Regions from separate parts of the Zea mays genome. Here region 1 is linked to region 2. Evidence: chromatin contacts called from public Hi-C data. All regions are on one chromosome and are shown on one strand. Each heading gives the region's core, a stretch centred on a gene start, on an enhancer-like site or on the middle of the called end of the contact. The rest is flanking DNA. Distances are from core to core; before and after follow the strand shown. Region 1 holds the start of LOC100191657. Region 2 holds the start of LOC100283339 (glutaredoxin homolog 1).

What was found. Hi-C and Micro-C count contacts between places; a contact is called where the count stands out from the background.
Region 1: a Hi-C map of tassel shows a contact between it and region 2, with 3 times the contacts expected there. The contact joins the promoter of LOC100191657 here to the promoter of LOC100283339 in region 2. A contact is called at or near these places in 2 of 25 Hi-C or Micro-C datasets (leaf and tassel).

The regions. Positions count from the first base shown.
Region 1 is chr2:31,593,745-31,599,419 of Zm-B73-REFERENCE-NAM-5.0, reverse strand. It overlaps LOC100191657, which reads left to right and starts at 3,313. Exons shown (of 15, transcript NM_001137086.1): 1 at 3,313-3,466; 2 at 3,614-3,657; 3 at 3,777-3,886; 4 at 4,677-4,714; 5 at 4,786-4,863; 6 at 4,977-5,030; 7 at 5,108-5,209; 8 at 5,307-5,392; 9 at 5,473-5,576. The coding sequence starts at 3,460.
Region 2 is chr2:31,459,533-31,465,111 of Zm-B73-REFERENCE-NAM-5.0, reverse strand. LOC100283339 (glutaredoxin homolog 1) reads left to right here and starts at 1,929. Exons shown (of 4, transcript NM_001156240.2): 1 at 1,929-2,148; 2 at 3,508-3,596; 3 at 4,628-4,726; 4 at 4,907-5,293. The coding sequence starts at 2,039. The coding sequence ends at 5,004. LOC109943984 (a long non-coding RNA gene) reads left to right here and starts at 2,155. Exons shown (of 2, transcript XR_002267130.1): 1 at 2,155-2,502; 2 at 2,618-3,394.

The DNA of each region.
Region 1 (5,675 bases), core at 2,064-4,563, 130 kb before region 2:
CGAGTTGGACGGACCGGTTTCATGTCCAAGATTGATCCTTGCTGTTTTTGTTTTTTTGCTGCCCAAACATTGGCTGAAACCCGATTAGTGCTGTTTTTGTTTTTGTTTACAAGCGAACAAACATTGGCTGAAATCCTACCCACGAGTATCCAATATGAACATGTTTACTGGATACATTAGTGCGATATCAACACGTTTACTGGATAGATTAGTGATGTTGAACAGTCTAAGTTCATGCCCAACAATGGAGTGTAATTATACCCGCGGGTATCCGATACCCGCCCGATACCCGATGGGTACGGGTACGGGTACAAAATCCTACCCGCGGGTATAGTCGCGGGCGGGTATGAGTAATACCCGCGGGTATTGTCGCGGGCGGATATTTACCATACCCGATCCGAACCCGACCCATTGTCATCCCTACACGGAAGAATATCTGTCTCCCATCAATCCATGCATTTGGTTTAGGGATGTACTCATAATGCATGCCTGGATTGACCGCCTTCATTGCATTTAAAAGAACAGGTAGCTGCTCGTACCCAGACTCCCAGTCCCCATATATCATCTTCCACGCACACTGCTTAGCCCTCCAAGCTTTACCATATGTTATCTTGTACCCATCAAACACATTCTCCACGATCCTCATGATTGTCCTAACCTTCATATTGGGTTCCGACTGCAGTATTCCCATAAGTCGCTTCCCAATGAGGGTTGATGTCAATTGGCGATGTTTCATCGTTAACTCATGTTCAGCACATGTGTGTGGCCCCACTACTTTTGTTATCTTCCACTTTGCGGTGATCTTGTGTATCCTAGCACAAACCCTCCATGAACAGTTATCCTTGTCGCATACAACCGTGTAACGACGTTTCTCGTACGAATGAAGTACTTTATACGGCCTCTTACGTAAGACTGCGTAATGCTGCAACCACCTCTTCAAGGCAGTTAGGTCCTTGAAGACCCTACCCTTTTCAATCATCATGCTAGGACCGACCTCAGGAGCGTCTAGCAGCTCATCATCCCTTCCTTCTGCATTTGCCTGATGAGAAAGACTAAGATCGCTGAACTCATGCACTCTAGGATCCCGACCGTCTGGAAAAACACGTTGCAACATCTCAATGTCACTCTCTGTGAGTTCACCAACCGAGCGATCATCATCTGAATCGGCAGCCATAGCAAAGGCATATGGCTCCTCTTCATTCCTAAACTCAGGACTGTTGGAGGCAATAAAACCATCACCGAAGCAGCCACGTGCCTCGGTCTGAGGATCAACCACAAGAGTAGGAGTCTCTCCTGCAACATGTACAAGATGATCAGTCCCACGTCAAATGGAATGAGCAAAGTGTTCATGGTCCAAAATGAAGATGTAATGCCAATAAGACTTACTGCAATTGGTTTGTGCCAAAGGGATACACGCAGCTAAATCTGTCTGCAGACCATCTCCTGGCTGACTTAATGGGATCAAATTGGGGCCAGATTGAGCATCAGGAACAGTTGACACGTCATCGATAGCACGATCAAAGTCTTCAGGGGGACGGTCTACTACAACCGGACGCACCACAACCTCCATGAGTTGCAAATGGGTCTTCATAGCCGAAGTAATATAATTATCCCAATCCAGTTGACAATCAACTGGGATGACTCGTCTTATGACATTTAGTGGATGACCAATATTAAGCACTCCGTCAACCGCAATGTCATCAGCTTCATGGTAACCTAACTTTTGTTTAGCCTTTGTAAACACATCTCTCAAGGAGGGTCTACCATCGAATAGTACCGGCACGTGTCGCATATCAATGAACTTGGCATTTCCATAAGGATCTTGTTCCACATTGCCTCCATGATACAAGCTCAAAAAATTGTCCATCTATTTGAAACACCAATTAAACATTTAATATAAACTGTGGATGGTTATTACCTAACCACAAACCACTAATTACTACCTAAATAAGTATAAATATAACCACCACCCACTAATATACTAACCACCTTATAAATTACTCATATATAATAATTGCAAATTTTGACAGCACCTCCCCTGCACGGGGAGGATAAAAAACATGCACATTTGACTCACATTCATAATATTCAATCAAATCAGCATTTATCACAATAACTAACATTCATTACATTCAAAAAACAACAAATCATAGCAATACAATCTAACATAATTAACACAAAATGCTTACACAATAACAAAAACCATATAAAATTTACCTATGCGGGCGCGACCGAGGGTCGGGGCGGCGGCGGCGCTTGTGGGGCGGGGCGGGGCTGCCGGGTCGGGCGGGGCGGCGCCGGCCGGTGGTGGAGCGCCGACCGTGGAGTAGCGCGGGCCGGGGGAGGACGGAGGGCGGCGCGGGGATCCGGCGACGGAGGGCGACGCGGGGTCCAGTGGGGGCGGCGTGAGTTCAAAATTTTGGGACATAATTTTGTCTCCCACGTTGAATACAGGGGGTCGGCGCCAAGATCTATGGCGCCGAACCCCCTGACACGTGTACCGCCGCCGACACGGGGGTCGGCGCCAAGATCTATGGCGCCGACCCCCTGACACGTCACTGCCAGCCAAGCCTCCACGTCAGGCAGACAGGCGCCAATATTATTGGCGCCGGCACACAGAAGCTCGGCGCCAATGATGACGACGCCGAGCTAAGGGTCCATTTTTTGAAATGAAACTGCCAGGGGCATAATTGTGCAAAAAAACATAAAAAGGGCCAAATTGCAAAAAAGTTGGCAATATATACTCACTACTCATAGATTGAGAGCATAGTTTGAAAGCTTAAATTTATGAAATCCTTGTAGAATGTGAGATTTCGTTCCAATGTAGAACCCATGTTTGTGAGTTTGACAGTCGAATGTATCAACCGCTACAGAAACTGGAATATTAATAATATTCGCTTTTCTAAAAAATACTCACTACTCAGTGATACTCCGGAACCCGGATTGGTGACCTCGAGCCGAACTGCAGTCGCTACCGCACCAGTAACGCGACGCTCGACGTGCCAGAACTGTAGGGTCGGGCACGTTTTCTCCCTTCCGGCTGAACCAGCGCTGCCACCTGCCAGTCGCCACGCCACACGCAGACACGCTCCTCTCGCCCGCGCCGGCCCCCGCCTCGGCCTCCTCGTCCCCTCCCCCTCACCGGCGCGCCTCATACGCGCCGCGTGCTCCTTCACGCGCTCCGCACGTGGGATGCGCAACCTGCTCCTGCCCCGTTGCCTCCTCTCCGCCCCCACCACCATGGCTCGTGCTTCCGTCTCCGGTTCCGCTGCGGTGGCCAAAGCACTGATCCCCTTAAACCCCGCCAGCGGCGGCCGCCTTCCTTCCCTGCTTCCTGCGCGCCTCCATGTCCCCGGGAGCAGCCGCGTGCTCCGCGGCGCCTCGCTCCGCTGCTATGCCGCCGCCGCCGCCGCTGTGGCCGAGCAGAGCCGCATCAAGGTGCAGAACCCCATCGTCGAGATGGACGGTACGTCGGCCTCCCGCATCTCCCCTTTCGTTTCGCGTGGGTGTAGGTGTGTGGATGAGCCTCCCGCCTCTCTTCTCTTTCGTTTCGCGTGGGCGTAGGCGTGTGGATGAGCTGATGACTGGACTGCTTTGGTTGTTTTGTTTTCAGGGGATGAGATGACGCGGGTCATCTGGAAGATGATAAAGGATAAGGTCTGTGGAATTTATATATTGTTTTCTGCTGTTTTAGATCCATAGTACGTAACCTATAATTTGATCACTTGATGGTTTGCTGATGCGAGCGGGATGAAATGGGGTTGAACTGTGTGTAGCTCATCTTCCCATACCTGGAGTTGGATGTGAAGTACTACGATCTTGGAATTCTCAATCGCGATGCCACCAATGATGAGGTCACCGTCGAGAGTGCCGAGGCTACATTGAAGTAAGTCATAATTCTGTTTTGTACACTCGGGTCCCGATTGGGCTAATGTTAAGCCAATTATTGTTCTTATCGCCAACTTTGTCGCCAAAGCATCTAGGAACAAGGTTGGAGGGCTTTTCATGGGGCATAATAATCTAGTTGGCTTGACAATCGTTATTTCTTCATTCATATTGCCTAATCATGGATGATTGTTCATAGCATGTAAATACTATGCATGCATGACAATTACCCTCCACTTATTAGAAGGTTAAGCACTAACATTAAGGTGTTGGGTTTAAAGTTCCTGGATTCCTTTTTCCTGATAGCTTTCCATGAAGAGTCTATCAAATATCTACAGTGGTGTGCATTTTCTTTGTGGCAGTTGGTAGATAAGTCCTTGCCTTTTGGCAATACTAGGAGACCAAAATGTTTTTGGTTTCCAATTCATTCTGTAACAGGGTTGCTGTACTCATTTCTAGTAATACATACTGGTGTAATGGTGCGATCCAGTACCCAGTCACTAGAAATATTTGGTTGGTTATTAAATATTAAATCGTCCACTCTTCTACTATTGTTCTGGTGATCATGATTTACATTCTTAGTGTCCTGGAGCTAAATATTTATTATAGATCGTCTTAGAATCATGCTGCACCTTCCGTGAACTTCATTCGCTTTCGAGTATCATGACACAAAATATTTATTATAGATCGTCTTAGAATCATGCTGCACCTTCCGTGAACTTCATTCGCTTGTGTAAAACCATTTTGTACACATTTTTGCATTGATAAGATCCTGTTTTGTGTCTCAACAGGTATAATGTTGCTGTTAAGTGTGCAACAATTACGCCTGGTAAGTCCCTTCAACTATGGTTTCCCATGTTCAATTATACATTTGGGCATTAATGTGCATTTTTTATGCAGACGAGACTCGAGTAAAAGAGTTTAAACTCAAGTCTATGTGGCGGAGTCCAAATGGCACAATAAGGAATATTCTAAATGGTTCACTCTCTGCTCTTTCTTATTTCTAGAAATCTAAGGTTTAACGTACTGGAAAATTATATGAAATGTCCTTGATCTTTGATAGCTAAATTTTAGCATCCATCCCTTGGCAGGGACTGTTTTTCGTGAGCCCATCTTGTGTAAAAACATCCCAAGAATCCTTTCTGGTAAGTAAATAGTACAGTATGGTGCGTTCAATGCAACAAATAATAAAGTTGCCAAATTATGAGATTTCATTCTTTAGGTTGGAAGAAACCTATTTGCATAGGAAGGCACGCCTTTGGTGACCAGTATCGAGCTACTGATATGATTATTAATGGTCCAGGAAAGCTCAAGATGGTATTTGGTGAGATCCAGTTGACAACTATTTTTGTCCTGTAATGATCTGCAGCATATGCTGTGGTAATTTTCTAATATGCTCTTTGTTGCTACTGAAAAATCAGTGCCTGATGGAGCTGACCCTATGGAGCTGGATGTTTATGATTTTAAGGGACCTGGTGTGGCATTATCAATGTACAATGTCGACGAGGTATTGTAGAACATCAATAGGACTTGTTGCTAATTGCTATCTTCTCTTGACTGGTATTCTAACTTCCTATCTCTATTTAGTCTATTAGGGCTTTCGCTGAGTCCTCCATGGCTATGGCTCTTTCAAAAAAGTGGCCTCTTTATCTCAGCACCAAGAATACAATCCTCAAGAAGTATGACGGCAGGTAGGGATCATTATCCTTTGATCTTTAAGCATTCTGTTGTTGGCTCAAAGACTACAAAGGACCCTTCTCTATGATGGCTCTGTATACATACATACATAC
Region 2 (5,579 bases), core at 680-3,179:
GCACTTATAGGAATATGTTAGTACCAAAAACAATTCACTAAGGCTAGAGACATAACTTGATTCTTGATTTGCATCTCTTTAACACTTTAGCACATATCAACTAAAACACTATGTGTTGGGCATCTAATCACCAAAACATTTATAAAAATGGCCCAAGGGCACATTTCCCTTTCAGTAAGTACCGCTGGTCTAGAGATTGGACGGGGTGTTACAGGTGGTATCAGAGCCAACCCTCGCGGTTTCACGGGCGTGTGTGGGTTAGGGGTTCGGGTATATGGCGCATCTTAAATGTACACCTACAATAAACAGTAATTAAAGCTTTAAGAAGCAACTATAATAAACAAAAAAACTCCAAAAAGCAAAAGTAAGGCCTTTTTGCAATAGAGGATTGATAAAACGTAGATATAAGAAAAATGTAGTAGTTGAGTTGTATGACACATATAATTTTATTGGAACATTTTGAAGAGGTTGGACCTCATGTTAAAAATCTTTCAAAATTCAATACAATAGTCTATTTCATAGGAATTTTATAGGATTTGTAAGAACTCAATCTTTTGTTCCAAAGGGCCATGTAGAAAAATTTTCTATAGAATTTCAATCCTTTAAAATTCCTCCACTTTTCCTTCGTTCCAAAGAGATCTAAATATAATACTCGCTCTGTCTTAAATTAATATTCTTTTTAGCTTTTGGTTTTTATATCTACATTCAAACATATGGTGATAAATCTAGTCACATATATAAAATTGATACATCAATTAATGTATGAATTCGATAAAAATCTAAAACAAACTTTAATTTGGGACGGCGCCACACCTCAGTAGCTTGTGCTATCTCCATTCTTAAATATATAACGTCGTTGACTTTTTTAAAAAAAATTGGCTACTCGTCTTATTTAAAAAATAAATTATCATTTATTTTGTTATGATTTATTTTATCACTTAAGGTTTGTTTGAACATGACTTAAAATTTTATATTTTTAATAAATATTTTGAATAAGACGTATGCTTAAAATTTTCAAAAAAAAGTCACGACATTATATATTTAAGGGGGTATTTGAATGTACTAGAGCTAATATTTAATTGGCTAAAAAATACTAGTAGAATTAGCTAGCTAACAAATAGCTAACTAACTAGTAGCTAATTTACTAAAAAGTAGTTAATAGCTAAATTATTAGATAGAGTGTTTAGATGTATCTAGATAAATTTAATCACTACATATTAGTTCCAGAACATTTAAATACTACTACGAACGGAACGAGTGCCAAGCGTATGTTGTATAGTTGAGTGACGACTCACAAGTGATGAGTCCCTAGTCCTTACTACCAGGAGTTATTTGCTATTATAGTACTGATTTCAATAGGCTTCTCTCTTTTAGTACTTTCATTTTAGTCTTCTCTGTAATAGTATCTACAAGTTGATTCATCCTTCAAAATAGTATTCTAACCATTTTCAATCATTTTTATTTTCTTTTTTTATTTCTCAGAACATAAGTTGACCCTATCATTACCCTCGCAGCTATACAAATAATAGAAACACAAATAATCCAGGCAGAGACGCAGGAGTGCAGACGATGAGCAACACTGCTATCTTCTGTCTGGTGGTTCAGACCGTAGCAAAGGGTGGCAGTTGGCCGCACGGTCACCATCCAGCAGCACCGGCGTGCTGCTGCAATGTTTTTTTGTGTGCCGTCGGTGCGATGCTGAATGCGAGAAGAGAGAGGACTCGAGCCGACGATGGGGAGCAAGGAGAGAAGAAAATAGAGAGATGCAATATGGTCAATGGTGAGAAATAAAAAAGGAAATGATTAAAAAAGGTTGGAGTACTATTTTAAAGGATGAATCAACTTATAAATATTATTATATAGAAGATCAAATTGAGAGTACTAAAGGAGACAAGTCCCACAAAATCAATATTATAATAGAAAAAACTCTACTACCAGACGTCCAGACTCCAGACCCACCGGTCACCACCGCGTCGCCGCCGCCCTTCTCCGCCCCCACCTTATATTATAAATACGGCAGGAACGGAAAGCGCCAGAGATGGGAATCACCTCCTCAACCTCCAGCCCAACCTCCAGCCCGGAATCGAGAGCAATGGCGCTCGCCAAGGCCAAGGAGATCGTTGCCTCCGCTCCCCTCGTCGTCTTCAGGTCTTTCTCTCCCTTCCTACCTCTCTCACGCGCACCATGAACTACTGACTAGGTAGGCTTCGAGAATAATCCTAACAAATGAAAAGGGGAGAGGTGAAGCTGGGGGGATTTTTCAGTCGTCCTTTCCCCTCTATATGAGTTAAAGCGTATTCTTCTTTTGTCCCCCTTCCGCGAGAATATCCTTTGTTTATCTCTTAGAGTGATGCGAGCAAGTTACACGAAGGAATCTATACTGATTTTTAGAGACCTCAGTTTCCTCACGTATGTTCTAACCCGCGATTCCTGGCAGATCTGCTCCAACCAATGTTGGAAATGCATAATCAGGATTGTACCCGTCTTATTTGGATAGATAGAGTAAGTCACGTTTGTAAGTCTGAATTTCTTCCGCTAAGGGTTTAGAAAAAAATGAAGAGGATCTTTTTCTAGATTAACTGGCACTAAGGGCTTGTTTGAATTTCTTCTTTTCTAGATTGCAGTGGATTTGGGCGGGGTTTTAGAGGGAAATTAGTTCATTCCCTCTTCAAGTCTTCAGGAATGGGTTTATCCAAAGCCCTAAAGATGTGGTGTCCACATTTCAATGGGCTGCAGATTTGCTTGATAAAGTCGTATAGATTTTCTGTTGATGGAGATGTCTAGATACGCTGTTTCTTTTTACAGTTTGTTTGTATTGAGAGTAGCTTACTGGTGGAAGTGTGGAACGCTTGCTGGATGTATTGCTAGCATGGTTACCTTGTCACTCTGTATCTCGTTCCTATCAATGATTAAATCTGAGGCAGGTCTTCACTATGGTTACTGCTTAGTCCCCTTTCTAAGGTAGATCTATCACTATGGGGACTGCTTAGTCTTGCCTTTTTGACTTTTCTCCTCAGTCCTCGTTCTGAGGTAGATCTATCACTATGGGCACTGCTAATTCTTGACTTTTTGACTTTTCTGCTCAGTCCCCGTTCTAGTTTGTGTTAAGCACGCTACCCGTTGTATTTCCGTTACATGTTAATGGACATGGGGATGGTTTCAATTCGAAAAAATCATAGTAGGCAAATTTGGAAAGGGGTGATGTGACTCAAATCCTAATCCTTAGGATTTTTTTTCAATTTAAATTCTACCACAAAAGTTCCTGAGGTGATTACCACTTCCAAGCTTGTTGGCACTGCTAAATGCTCACTATCTGTGGTCTGTACTGTTCTAGTGTTCAACTTCCTGCAATGAAACAATTGATTTTTTTACGACTTATAAAGTTGATGTCATAGTACTATGTTTGGTATTCAAATCTCATTGTTCAATCATTTATTCTACCATTTCTTTTCTTTTGATCTATTTCCCCATGCTCTGTGGCTGATTCATATATTGGGTTACGTGCAGCAAAACTTCCTGCCCTTTCTGCGTCCGTGTGAAGCAGTTGTTCGAGAAGCTCGGAGCAAGCTACAAGGCCATTGAGTTGGATAAGGAAAGTGAGTGCACTTAAATAGTTAAATTTGTTCGTTTTTTCTTTTCAGTGACTTATGTAATTCATAGTTTGGCTGTATGCACCGTAGGTATTACCATTAGCTGAAAAAAATTGGCATGTTTTCATTGTACTGTTTTGCTGAAATAGAAATAAATAGTTATAAAAGCTTATAAGTACAGCAGTACCATTATGGATTGTGGCACAATTGAATTTCTATGCAAGTTCATGATTTGGTTTGTCCTTATGACATGAGATTAAATCACTTGGTTAGGTGCTGGATGAACACTGATTATGGCAATAATGAGTGACAAAGAACTAATCATTGGTGTCCTTTTTGCTTCTTTTTTGTACAGTTCTTTGCAAAAAATTTGTACAGCTTTGCTCTCTATATAAATTTCCCCTCCTGCTGGCTGCTATATTTATAGAATAAAAATAACCAAGAACAAATTACCTGACAAATGTTAAGTGGTATGTCGTTAACCTGCAATATCTTATATGTGTCCTATTGTTTCACTTACTGCTGAAGTATTGTGGTTCCAAGAAAAAAATATTACGCCAGGAGTGTAGTACACTCACGGAAAACATTTAGCGGGTCTCTCTTCTTAATTTAGGACTCTGCATAGTGATTATCATCATGGGATTTGAGGCAAACTCTTGGGTGTGTTTGGTGTGTGGAATAAATTGGTCCATCGTCATCTCACTCTTTAGTTTATTTGTTTGATTTGTGGAAAGAATGAGTTATCCATCGTCACCAGCTAATAACATAACTAGTACATTCCTCACAAGCTAATGACATAACTAGTACGAGTGGCATCTCATGATGCATCACCTCATCTAAACTGGGATGATTCCCCAAACCAAACACACCATTAGGGCTTGTTCGGTTAGCTCTCAATCCATGTGGATTGAGTGGGATTGGATGGGTTTGAATCCCAAATAAGTCAAACTTCTTAAGAATTTTTTCCAATCCCATCCAATCCATGTGTATAGGGAATAACCGAACAAGGCCTTACTGAACCAAGCTGTTCTATTTAGGTGATGGAGCTGAGCTCCAGAATGCCCTGAAGGAGTGGACTGGACAGAGGACTGTCCCAAATGTCTTCATCAATGGGAAGCATATTGGCGGCTGTGATGGTGAGCCTCCTTATACAATTATTTGCACAGCAAAGCATATAATCCGACTTTGTGAACCCCTGTTTACCACTATCAAGTTACTGACAATGCATGTAATGATATGCGCAAGACTTGGCAACATGTACGCCTGCTAGGCCATCTCTCTGAAGTTACCTGACATGTTAGTCTGTTCTATGGCAGATACTATGGCACTGAACAATGATGGGAAGCTGGTGCCTCTGCTGACTGAGGCTGGAGCCATCGCCGGTTCTGCCTCGAAGACAACCATCACTGCTTGACATGTGTGTTACCATTCCCGTGCTTAAAAATAATGATGCTTTGCAAGTGCTGAACTTGCAGATGCTATGTGGGAGTGACTGTTCGTTCCCTGTGTAAAACTCCCTAGACATCAGTCGAGTCGTGTTGCTGTGGTGGTTGTGAAATCTACAATAATCATTGCTACAATAATGTCGTGTTCCCTAGACATCAGATGAGAAAGATGAGAAGAAATAACATTATAATCTTATTCGAACTATCATCTGTAAGCTTCTTTTGATACAATATTTTTATTTATAGATTTTAAAAACATTTGTAGGACTAATAAGATTTTTAGGCACTGTTTGGTTCCTTTAGTTCAAGAACTAAACTAACTAAAGTTTAGTTAGGAGACTATAGTTTAGTCCCTACCATGTTTGGTTTTAGGGACTACAACTATTCAAAACACATTAAATAAATCATGAGATGACTAAAATACCCTTTAAGCATTCTTTCACCATTAGTGCAACTGAAATAAAGGATAGACAAAAGTGGAATTTATGTGGTTTAGTTCCTTTTAGTCACCCGTTGTCTGGGCCTAAGGAGGCCTACAGAGGGG